2 separate regions of the Mus musculus genome follow, and region 2 is linked to region 1. The links are chromatin contacts, called in public promoter capture Hi-C maps. All regions are on one chromosome and are shown on one strand. The core of a region is the stretch at or near the end of the contact, and the rest is flanking DNA. Distances in the headings are between cores, read along the strand shown.

The links. Promoter capture Hi-C pulls out the DNA fragments that hold promoters and counts their contacts.
Region 2: a contact with region 1 is called in a promoter capture Hi-C map of hippocampal neurons, with 1.8 times the contacts expected there. The contact joins two enhancer-like sites. A contact is called at or near these places in 8 of 39 promoter capture datasets (the 3T3-L1 cell line, 3T3-L1-derived adipocytes, cranial neural crest and 5 more).

What each region holds. Positions count from the first base shown.
Region 1 is chr2:65,950,782-65,956,365 of GRCm38.p6, reverse strand. The region is part of intron 4 of Csrnp3 (cysteine-serine-rich nuclear protein 3); the gene reads right to left. Among named protein-coding and RNA genes, the nearest start is that of Gm52514, 25 kb to the right of the region's middle. Within about 2 kb of position 2,400, at least 26 of the 459 cell types and tissues checked have an H3K27ac peak or open chromatin away from gene starts, as enhancers often do. A contact at or near this core is called in hippocampal neurons, where this site is marked.
Region 2 is chr2:66,154,345-66,159,663 of GRCm38.p6, reverse strand. No RefSeq gene overlaps it. Among named protein-coding and RNA genes, the nearest start is that of Galnt3, 32 kb to the right of the region's middle. Within about 2 kb of position 1,258, at least 9 of the 459 cell types and tissues checked have an H3K27ac peak or open chromatin away from gene starts, as enhancers often do. A contact at or near this core is called in hippocampal neurons, where this site is marked.

The sequences.
Region 1 (5,584 bases), core at 1,151-3,650:
GTTGTCCATATACTCATCGAATTATACAAACATTAAAGTGTTTACCGGCTGCTAGGCACAGGAGGACCTTGTTCCTGCCTTCCTGGAACATACACCCATCCTTAAAAGCACATGTGAAGCACACTGCTTAATAATATAAGGACACACAATGGAAGACAGATATAAAGAAAGGGTGCAGGATGATGGGGAGGCAAGAGAGATGCTGTGTACAAGGGGAGAGAAGACAGAGGAGGAGCTGGGAGAATTATAGACAGTGAGCTGAGAAAGAAAATTGACTCTGGATATCTAGAAAGAGGGTTATGGTGCACCAATGAGAAGCTGTTCTGGGGAAGTGACATTGGTTTCATTTTCTCCTAAGAGAGCAAGTGGTACAGCAGGAAAGGATTGTAGGTGCTGGGGGGTTGGGTACAGCCTGGTGGTTCACAAGCTTCCTAGGAGGTGGGAGGCCTGGGTTTAACCAGGAGTACCAGAAAAGAAAGAGACAAGCAATGGGTGCAATACTGTAGGGAAGCCAAGAGAATGAGGTCGCACACAGGCAGGTGGAAGAGAGGGGGCTACAGTCCAAACTGGATGACAGGAATTGTGTATCTCCTAGGTTAGTAAAAACACTCTGCAGGAGCTTCTGAGGTGCTTCATGGAGTGCTGGCCAGGGTCACGAATGCAAGTAAGTAAAGACTTCACAACAGAAAACAGACAATGAGCCACCAGCGAGCAACTGCCCAGTCACAGGCTTTGCTGCCTGCTAGTATACACCAACTGGAAGAAGAGACCCCGTCATTGCTCATGCTTTTAAACGTCAGTAGAAGGCCAGTGGCCTCCAAGTAAGTGGTAAAAAGGAAAACTAAGGTGAGACTTAGTGTGGAAAGATTTTATGTGAACCTTGTAGCAAACAGAGAATTTAAGTAGTCAGTTTGGAAGACAACAGAAAGGGCATCGCAGCCTGAACAGGATCTGCATCTCCAGAAGACGTCACGTGGCTAGCTAGCTAGTTCCAACACATCGTTATTGATCTCCACAGCCTCTCCGGTAAAGGCAAGTAATACCAGTTCCACAGCATCAATCAATCAATACGCCTTACAGAATACTCAAGTTAATGTTTTCTATAGTACCAGTTTGTAGGCTCGTCCTTCTCTCATTATTAGCCCTACTTTGAACTGCCTTATTTCTGAGAACTAGACCAAACATCTAATGACTCAGCTGATCTATCTGTGATATCCAGAAGTGCATGTGACCTGGTGGTGATTGCCATGATGGCAGCGGTGGTCTGCAGCTGGTTTCAGGTCTGTCCGCACAAGTTCATGCTGTTTATTTTTTCCAAAGTTATGGGTATGGGGGGGGGCAGAGCTATACATCTCACTGAATTAGTTACATTTCAGGGATTACTTTATATTGCTTATATTTGTTATCACATTTAGGGCTCTTGGAGTCTCATTTTTTACAGGCAGTATCACAGAGTAAAAAGGAGATTTTTTAGTATCATAAAATACCTACACCGACCTTCTGCCTAGATGTTCCTCTAGTCGTTTAAAAAAAAATATGGAAGCAAGGAATAGATTGCTACAACTACCTCTGCAAAAAATGAGTTTCCAAAATAATGCCCCAGTGTGGGGTATCTGTGACATTTACCTCAGTAATACTCACTTCTTAGAGCTTTCACTTATACATGGATATAAGCTTTGTGACACAAATTATGTAACATTCTTGAAGTTGACTCTGAGTCCTTAGTATAGTTTAACTGCTTAATAAAGACCAGTTGTACCACCAAGGAAACCTTCACATTCACTTTCTACTGATTCTCCAGATCAAAGCCTAACAGGAAATGAGAATAATTGAGAAGGAGCAACTGGAGAAAAATTTGACTCATAGGTCTATGCTCTGCGGATTCAGAGAAAAAGGTGGGCCGAGGGACCGGCAAGGGAAAGAGGGAGACAGCCATGTTCTCAGCTCTTAAGAAAAATCATAACCACATCTCTGATGATTAATTTCCACTTTTGTTAATGCTGTAATAACTCCGGATTGCATAGCAATTTCTGCACGTTAAAGGAACTCAACTGTATGGAAGCCGTCTGTGACTCGGAAAACGTTAGCAATGGGGAGAGGCATTCACTACCCGCTCCCATGTGCAGTGTTGAGAGGCCATCCTTTGACCCCCTTTGCATTTCAAGTCCTGTACGGTATGCGTTTATCTGTCTCTGGTATGCACACTGCTGCAGGAGACGTGTTCCTTTAGGGACCGTGTTTCACCACACAGCTTCTCGTTATTTATGCGACGTGACAAGAGCCTTCAGAGGGCAGGGGAAAAATATCATTCCTGTCTTTTCCCTGAAGCTCTCCTTTTGACAGAATGACTGGCTGAGGAGCCACAGGGATGTGGAGAAACAAAGCGTCCCTCGGTCCTATGGAATCTGCTGCTTCTATTCCAAGGAGAGTACAAACTACGACCTTGGTTGAACACTGGTAAGTGTGCTGGTTGCCTAGCAAAATTTAGAAGTTCAAGGGAAAAGCCATCATATTCTCCCTAATTTACATTTTGAAGCTGTTATTATCATAATGGGGTATGCTACAAATTGAAATGCCTGAACAGGAGGCTTAGAATAGTATGACATTTTGCATTACCACGGCGGCTGACATGTACCAACCAATCTTATTAATTTCTATATTTGCAAAAACAACAAAATGCTGTAACATACAGTGTGCTGGTGGCTACCCTGCGATGAGTACACCCACTCATTTAAATTGAAAGGATAAAGCCAGGATGACTGAGATTTATATAAGGGGAAACCACAATTTCAGAATCTCACTGTGAATGTAAATTGCTTCACATTGCCGCAAAGGTTTAATGGTTTTAAAAATTCCTTATTTCAAGAAGGGCTGCTGTCTTCATTTTCGATTGTAGGAAAGCAAGTTAGGGGCACAGGGATTCATTAGTAAATATTCAAAAGATTATAATCAGAGATTACCATCAAGAAGATATTGCTAATGAACATCTGTCTAATCTAATTGAAATAGTAAAATATATGTATGTGTATTTTCTAAATTGTTACACATCAATTTCTAGAGTAGCAAATAATTTTAATTATTATTATGGATTTTTTTTTCCCTTTGTAGCGCTGGCTGGCCTGGAAGTCTATATATGTAGGCCAAGCTGGCCTGAAACTCACCAAGATCTAGCTGCCTGTTTTCAAAGAGCTTGGATGCCCCTGTATTCAGCCTTAAAATACATTTAAAAAGAAAGGAACAAAAGTTTTAACTAGCGCTCTCGAATAGGTTGACATGCTCTTGTCTTTTATATTTTAGGTGGAAGCATTGTAATTGATTCTTCACTATCTCCTACAACACATCCCCTCCCCCAGCTCGCCCATAATAGGAAGGCAGGGAGTAAAACAGACTACTATCTCTGGAAAGGCCACTGTAATCCAATCGATAACCAAATTGCCTTTAAAACTTAGAATTTGTGAGGTTGGAATAATGGTTCAGCAGGTAAGAGCATTTGCTGCTCTTCCAGAGGACAGCACCCACCAGAGCAGTTCACAACCACCTTCAACGCCACCTTCAAGTGATCAAGGACCTTTTTCTGGCCCTACTAGGCTCCTGAACATAAATCACACACACACACACACACACACACACACGGAGAGACAGACAGACAGACAGACAGAGTTAGAGACACAGAGAGAGACAGAGAAAGAGAGACAGAAAGAGAGAGACATACACACACACACACAGAGTCAGAGAGAGTCAGAGACACACACAGAGAAACTGAGAAAGACAGACAGACAGACAGACACACATACACACAGAGAGAAAGAGAGAGAGAGAGAGAGAGAGAGAGAGAGAGAGAGAGAGAGAGAGAGACTTTGTGACTTGGCTGTGATATTGTCCAGCTTGATTCCTCCTGCAACTTCATCCCACTGTTCTGCATACATCAATACAAATTTATTGGGTTTTTTTTGGGGGGGGTTGGTTTTTTTTGCAGCACAACTTTGAAACATATCTCTTGGGAATGCATTATGACAGTAACAGAAATAAAAATTCGTGGCTATAAATCCCATCCATCATCCTAATCTTTCAACAAATCAAATTGTTTCCAATTTTCAAGTCAATGAACCAGTCTTTGCTTTTGAGCATGTATAGGATTCCCCTGTTAGTATAAAGAAAATTCTGTCTTCTGCCTTTCTTCCCAGAATCTCATAAGTGTTCTACATACGGTGTAGTCTTTATAACTATCATGAAAATAACTTCATTAATGGGTTACTGTAATGTAATGAATCACTCTCCCACTCTGACCTTGCTTTCTCCCTCCCCCTCCCGCCTTCTCACACTACAATCAAACGCCAACACAATTTTCTATTGCTCTTGATGTTTCTCCTTTCACATATATTTTCTGAATACAGAACCAGAAATATTTGAATGGTTTTTATACTGACAAAGTACTTTCTGAATTTCACAGTCATTAAGGCAACATGTGCACCGACAACGTATACTGTGGCTAATCCCAGATTTTTGGTATACTATTTTCTATTAGCGGGAGGAATACTCACTTCATAGCGGTGAACTCTTTATGATTTCATTTTAATAATATGTGTGTAAGTACGTTAATCTACTTTTATTACTATGATTGTTAAATGCTTTACTTACGAATTAATTGTGTTTTCTAGTATGGATTATCTTTGTGGCATGCCTTAGCTTGCATCTCAAAAAAGTTAAGTAGATGAGGGTGGAGCAGAATGGTGTCTCATTTGGTAGAGCGCCTGCCTGGCATACACAAAGCCCTGGGTTCAGTCCCTAAGGTAACATGCACAGGGCATGGAGACATAATTACACCCCTTAGAAAGTAAAGTCAGGAGGACCAGGCTTTCAGTACCATTTCCTTCTGCTACATAGCAAATTGGAGGCTAGCCTTGAATACTTCAGACTGGGTCTCAAAAATATTTATTTATAGATATGCTTTTAAACTCTAGAGAATAATCATATACCTTATTAAATATATGTTTCTAATATAAATTGCTTCATTTTTTACTTTTATATTTTATAACAGATAAGTTTGATATTTTAATATCATTAAATATGTAAATGTTTTCCAATGTGAAATTTTTCCCTAAACCTTCAAAGCACACAACAGTCTTGCCAAATGTTTTATAGTATGCAAATTCATTATTTCAGCATTTTTAAATTTTTTATTTAATCAATATATAATATACTTTGTCATGTCATGAAAAGAGTTTAAATTGCTTCATTTTAAAAATTAATTGTATGAATGTTTATTAAAATTCCCCTTTTTGCATCTGATAACACTCATTTTCTTCATATTAATTTCTAGCACAGACAAGACCAGGATTTTGTATACTTTCCTAGGTAAAGCACCATAGGGGTAAAAAATAATAATATTGTTTTGAATGATAATTTCATAACTGGAATGAGTATACAATGTTATGCCTTCTTTTCAAAAATATCCTACTATAATTAACTTATTTATGAAGATATTTATTTATGAAGATATTTATTTACACACACACACACATATATGTGTATATATATATATATATATATATATATATATATATATATATATATATAAAATTTC
Region 2 (5,319 bases), core at 9-2,508, 200 kb before region 1:
ATTTTGCCTGGGCAGATCCAGTAAAGAGGAGACCTGAGTCTAACAATCAACCCGATTGCTAGAACACAGTGCCTACACACACCACAAGACACAGTCTAAGTGGGAGACTTTAACATGAAAACATACAATATAATGAAGAATATACATATGCAGAACAATACAGTGGTGAGTATTACATACAAAGCCATATGTAATACACAATAAAGCACTTCTCTAGAAATAAAAATGTACTGGCTTCAGTCAATTTTATTCATCATTGTAATACCATCATTTGATTATTTATTCATCACTAACTGTGTGTCAGAAGTTTTGCTAAGCATTTTTTAATTACCTAATGTTATTCTCATGATGCTAAATTGTTAACTATACTCATTTTAGGAAGTCTTGTTTATTTTACAAATAATTTATTAACAACTGTTAATGAAATAGTAAAAATGTATAAATGTCTTCCTTGAAGGTATAAAACTGAGACAGATAAACATCTACCTATATTAAAAAAAATATCCAGGAGATGTTTTTTTTTAATTTTTTTTATTACATATTTTCCTCAATTACATTTCCAATGCTCTCCCAAAAGTCCCCCATACCCTCCCCCCCACTTCCCTACCCACCCATTCCCATTTTTTGGCCCTGGCGTTCCCCTGTACTGGGGCATATAAAGTTTGTGTGTCCAATGGGCCTCTCTTTCCAGTGATGGCCAACTAGGCCATCTTTTGATACATATGTAGCTAGAGTCAAGAGCTCTGGGGTACTGGTTAGTTCATAATGTTGTTGCACCTACAGGGTTGCAGATCTCTTTAGCTCCTTGGGTACTTTCTCTAGCTCCTCCATTGGGGGCCCTGTGATCCATCCAATAGCTGACTGTGAGGGAGATGTTTTAATTTGGAAAAGAAAGCAAAACAGCTGCTGTCTACGAGTCTGAATGCTAAGTTTTGGACTTCCTCAAGGAATGGTTTCTGTTCCTCGTTCCTCTTTTTATTTGCAGGGAACATGTTAACCTGCTTTTCATGCAGGAAACAAACCCTTTATTTATAATCATTTGTTCATTAAATTGTTGGAGTGGAGTTTCAGGGATTTTCTTCAAGCCTTTAAGATTGTGATTTATTTTAATCATAAACACTACAGTGATTTTTTAGAATGATGCACTTTAAAGCTTTCATACATTTACTTACTTACTTACTTACTGAGGCTGTGTGCATGTGCCAGGGTGCACGTGTGGAGGTCGGAGGACAGCTGGAGGAATGGCTTCTTCCCGTCCAGCAAGTGGGTTGCTGGGATTGGAGTCAGCTTGTCAAACTTGGCAGCAAATGCCACAACCTGCTAAGCTCTCCAGCTCTCCAGCCTGTAGTCGTGAGTGTGTTCAGCTAAAAGTAAACAGATGGCATAGGCCACAGTCTCATCAGGATCTAACAGTTTTCTTTCCACTACTCAAAGGAGTGTCTTAGCTTTAAATGTAAGGACAAGGCTATGGGCATTCATAATTGCCTAAAACTAAGTAAACCCAGCAAAAGCGAAGAAGTCTGTATCCAATTTTCATTAAGTGGATTGATCTAAGTAGATCACTGGCAGTTGGCTAACCCCCTATACTAATTTAATGAAGATGAGCAACACTCGTACCATGCTTTCTCAAACTCCCAGATTAGAAACCATGTTCTCTTACAGTTGCCACTTGACTCTGACAGTAACCTTTGAAGGCAGTACTTTATCCTGAGGAACAGCAGTCATGCATCAAGCACCTGCGTTTCTGTGTGCCAGACACAACAGGAAGCATTCTGCATATGCTAGCCTACTTAACTCTTAAAACTCTTATGGATTAGACATGTGTTAGCTTCAGTGGCAAGTTACAGACAATAAATATCAGTAAGCAATGAAAGAAACCAGAAACTGGTTTTCTATGTAAGCCTAGGTAGGTGGGCTAGAACTTTTGCTCTGACTACATTCTCATGAATGTAGCAGCCCAGGCCTCTTCTCTCTCTGGTGTCCCATTCCCACTGTATGGTTTATGGTGGCTGCCCCAGCTCTGCCTATTGCCTGAATTCTGGCCATCACAGAAAAGCCCAGAGGAAATGCACCCTCCCCTCTGCTCTAAGGCTACTATCAGAAGTGGCAGACACATTTCTATGATGTACTCTGCTGACCAGAAATCAAGTGTGCCACACACTGAGCTGCAGGAGAGTCCAGGAATGGGATTTCTGCTGGGAAGCTTCTGGGGTGTAGCTAGTTTAAGGGATTTTTTTTTAAAAAATGAAAATGAACTGGAAAGATATGTTTAGGTCTACACAAATAGCTCTATTTACAATGCTATGGTTCCTGTTCTATGAGTAGGAAGTTAATAAAGGTGTCTAAATGTCAGCCTTAAAAAACAACAATCATTTGTTTGATTAAAATTTATGGTCTCTACAATAATACATGTTTGGACTCTTAATCTACTTGCTAAGATACTTGCCACTTAAGTAACCATACATAAAACACTTTTAACCTAAAGAGAAAAGAACAAAGACTTGATTCTAGTCTAAGCGTTTGTACCTTGCATAACTATTCTACTTGACCCAGGAAAAAGCAGTACTCGATTCATTTATATTTCCAGTCAATGTGTAGTCGAAAGATCAGCATCCCTAGAATGCACTGTAATATTTCTAACCAATAGCATTAAAAAAAAAGTGACATTCTATAGAGAATAATAAGAACATCCTTAAGGACAGATGAGGTCATGACATCCCCTGTGCCCACCAAGGTATTAGGTATTAGGTATCTCACCTCTGCATTAGAAACATGTAAGATTGAATTAAATCAGACCTGGGAAAAGAATAACACTAGTCTAATGCTGCTTCAGAGAGCAAGGCAATGCAGCTTGCTGCTATATATTATGTGCTGAGTATTGTATGCTGTGGATGAAACAGAGAAGATACATGTATACCCCTATACTGTTTACTGAACACTTGAGATATGCTAGAAGTACAGGATACATTCAGGATCTGAAAGACAGTATGAAATGAATACTGTAAATGAACTTGTGAAATTTTGATTGAATTTTGAAACGATAACTTGGATATATTGAATTAAATAAAATATATCTCATTAACTGCATTGTTACCAGTTCTGATATCTTTTAAAATGTAGATATTTGAAAAGTATAAATTTGTATATGAGGATCAGTGACGAGCCACACAGGCAACAAAGGAAACAAAACCAAACCAAAGCAAAAGCAAGAACAAGAACAAAAACAAAGGGAGAGTGGTCGCTATCATAAGCAAAAAGAAAAAAAAAAGTTATTTCTAGTCTCTGGCATCTCCCACTGACTAAGGGAAGGAAGTTTCTTTCTAGGTATTTTCTAAAAAGTCGTTAAAACTCTCTGGACACCCACAGCACTGCCTTTTAAATGGCTCCACACCCAGCATGGCTCAGGAGAGTAATTTCCAATTACAGAGTTTCCTAAATCTTCTAGTACAGTGGAGCATTGTCTAGGGGGAAAAGACAAGCGTACTGTAGCTATTGTAAAGAATATGCTCCACTAGAAGTAAATCCATTGATCTAGAATCAACTGTAATGCATTTAGCTACAAATAACAGGAAAATAGATTTAAGCAATAAGCAACATTGTGTCACCAAGTCCAGCAGGAACTCAAGCTTCTGTGTGACTCTCTGCAGGCTTGTCAGGCTCCTCCTTCCCAGGCATCTCAGCCTTGCGTTCAGAATGTATTTAAATGCACAACGAATCAGTCGCTGCGTGTCGTTTTACCATTGTGTTTAATTGCCACCCTTCCATCATTAAAACTTCTCCAATATAATCACAGGAATTGTCTCACAAGCTTTTGCTGGCATCCATCTACATAGCCATTTAGTGATATTTATTATCTCTAATGTGGTGTCAAACACAACACGATCCTCAGTTCTTTCTCTTAGTGAGTGAGGTTTACCCTTTTTCTCATACTAGAGAAAACCGACAAAGGTACGGCAGTCACAACATCAAGTTTGTCTTCGATCGGCTTTAAAGTTTCCCGTTCTCAAAACCTGCCTTTAAGGTTTATGTCTCTGAGATTCAGCGAGTGAACGAATGAGAAAACAAGTCTGGCAGTGTTAGGCCTGCCTGACAGAAAGACTTCTGCACATGGCTTTTCTGTTTCTCAGTAATTAGGATCCCAGCATAACTACAGCTCAAGATATTTCTTATCAAATGTCCTCATCAAAAAGAGCTTTGATTCTCTGTGAAATTCTGTGTTCCTTCCGGTCCAGCAGACACATTAATGACGTTCTCTGGGGCAGGACCTCAGCAAGAAAACAGATGCCTGTTACTCAAATGGCACCATTTCTCAAAACACTTCTCAAAGCCCTTAGGGCTTGCTCATATACACTTGCATGAGAAGGCATACCTGCTCCTCTCCCCCAACACCTCTCTCTCTCTCTCTCTCTCTCTCTCTCTCTCTCTCTCTCACACACACACACACACACAAACACACACACAATTGGTCTCATTACACCTGCCTTACGATATTGCACATAACATAAGATAATGCATATAGTTATTCAAAATGAGGCAGATTACATTAAATAATAGACATAATGGTGATAAGGACAGGTGTAACACAGAATCAGTGTTGCTAAAGGCATTGAGACACAAGCACTTTGGTCAAAAGCAACCTATTGTCCCACCTGGCCTCTAATCTGTGAGCTTCCCAAATGTCTCCTGGGCACTCTTTTACTTAGTGATCTTTTTTCCCTAATTTGTCTCTGATTTCCCCATTATCAGCTCACAGTGATTCCTTGCTTTGAGTCCACAGATTTCCTTTAACTGTTTGTTCCCATCTGAGTGTCTCTCCTTAACCAACCATAATTTCCAGTAGAATTGGGTTCAGGAATGAGCCATCAAGAAACCCACCTTTCCCAAGTGGCTAAGACTCCTCCGCCCCTGCCACACACACACACACACACACACACACACCCCGTGAGTTCTTACCATGTAGAACTTCACAATTTCTTTAACATGACTGCTGTGTCACACGCACTTCATATTTAGCATACAGTGAGTGATCCGCCCATCCTTCCTACTCATATTCACACCCATATGTTCTGCTTTCATATTGGGTATGCCTGACAAAATCTCACTTGCTTATCAATGTTTATACATCTTTAGAGTTTGGCTTATCCCATGCTTTCTTCTCTAGTGGAATCAACTGTTCTGGAAAACAACAAACACATTATTACAGTTTATTTATTTTATCATTCATTACCAACAATTTGAAATGTGATCTCTTTGCGAAAGACACCTTAGTTTCTCAAATATTAGGGTTTCTAATTTAAAGAACAAAATAATCTGTTTCAT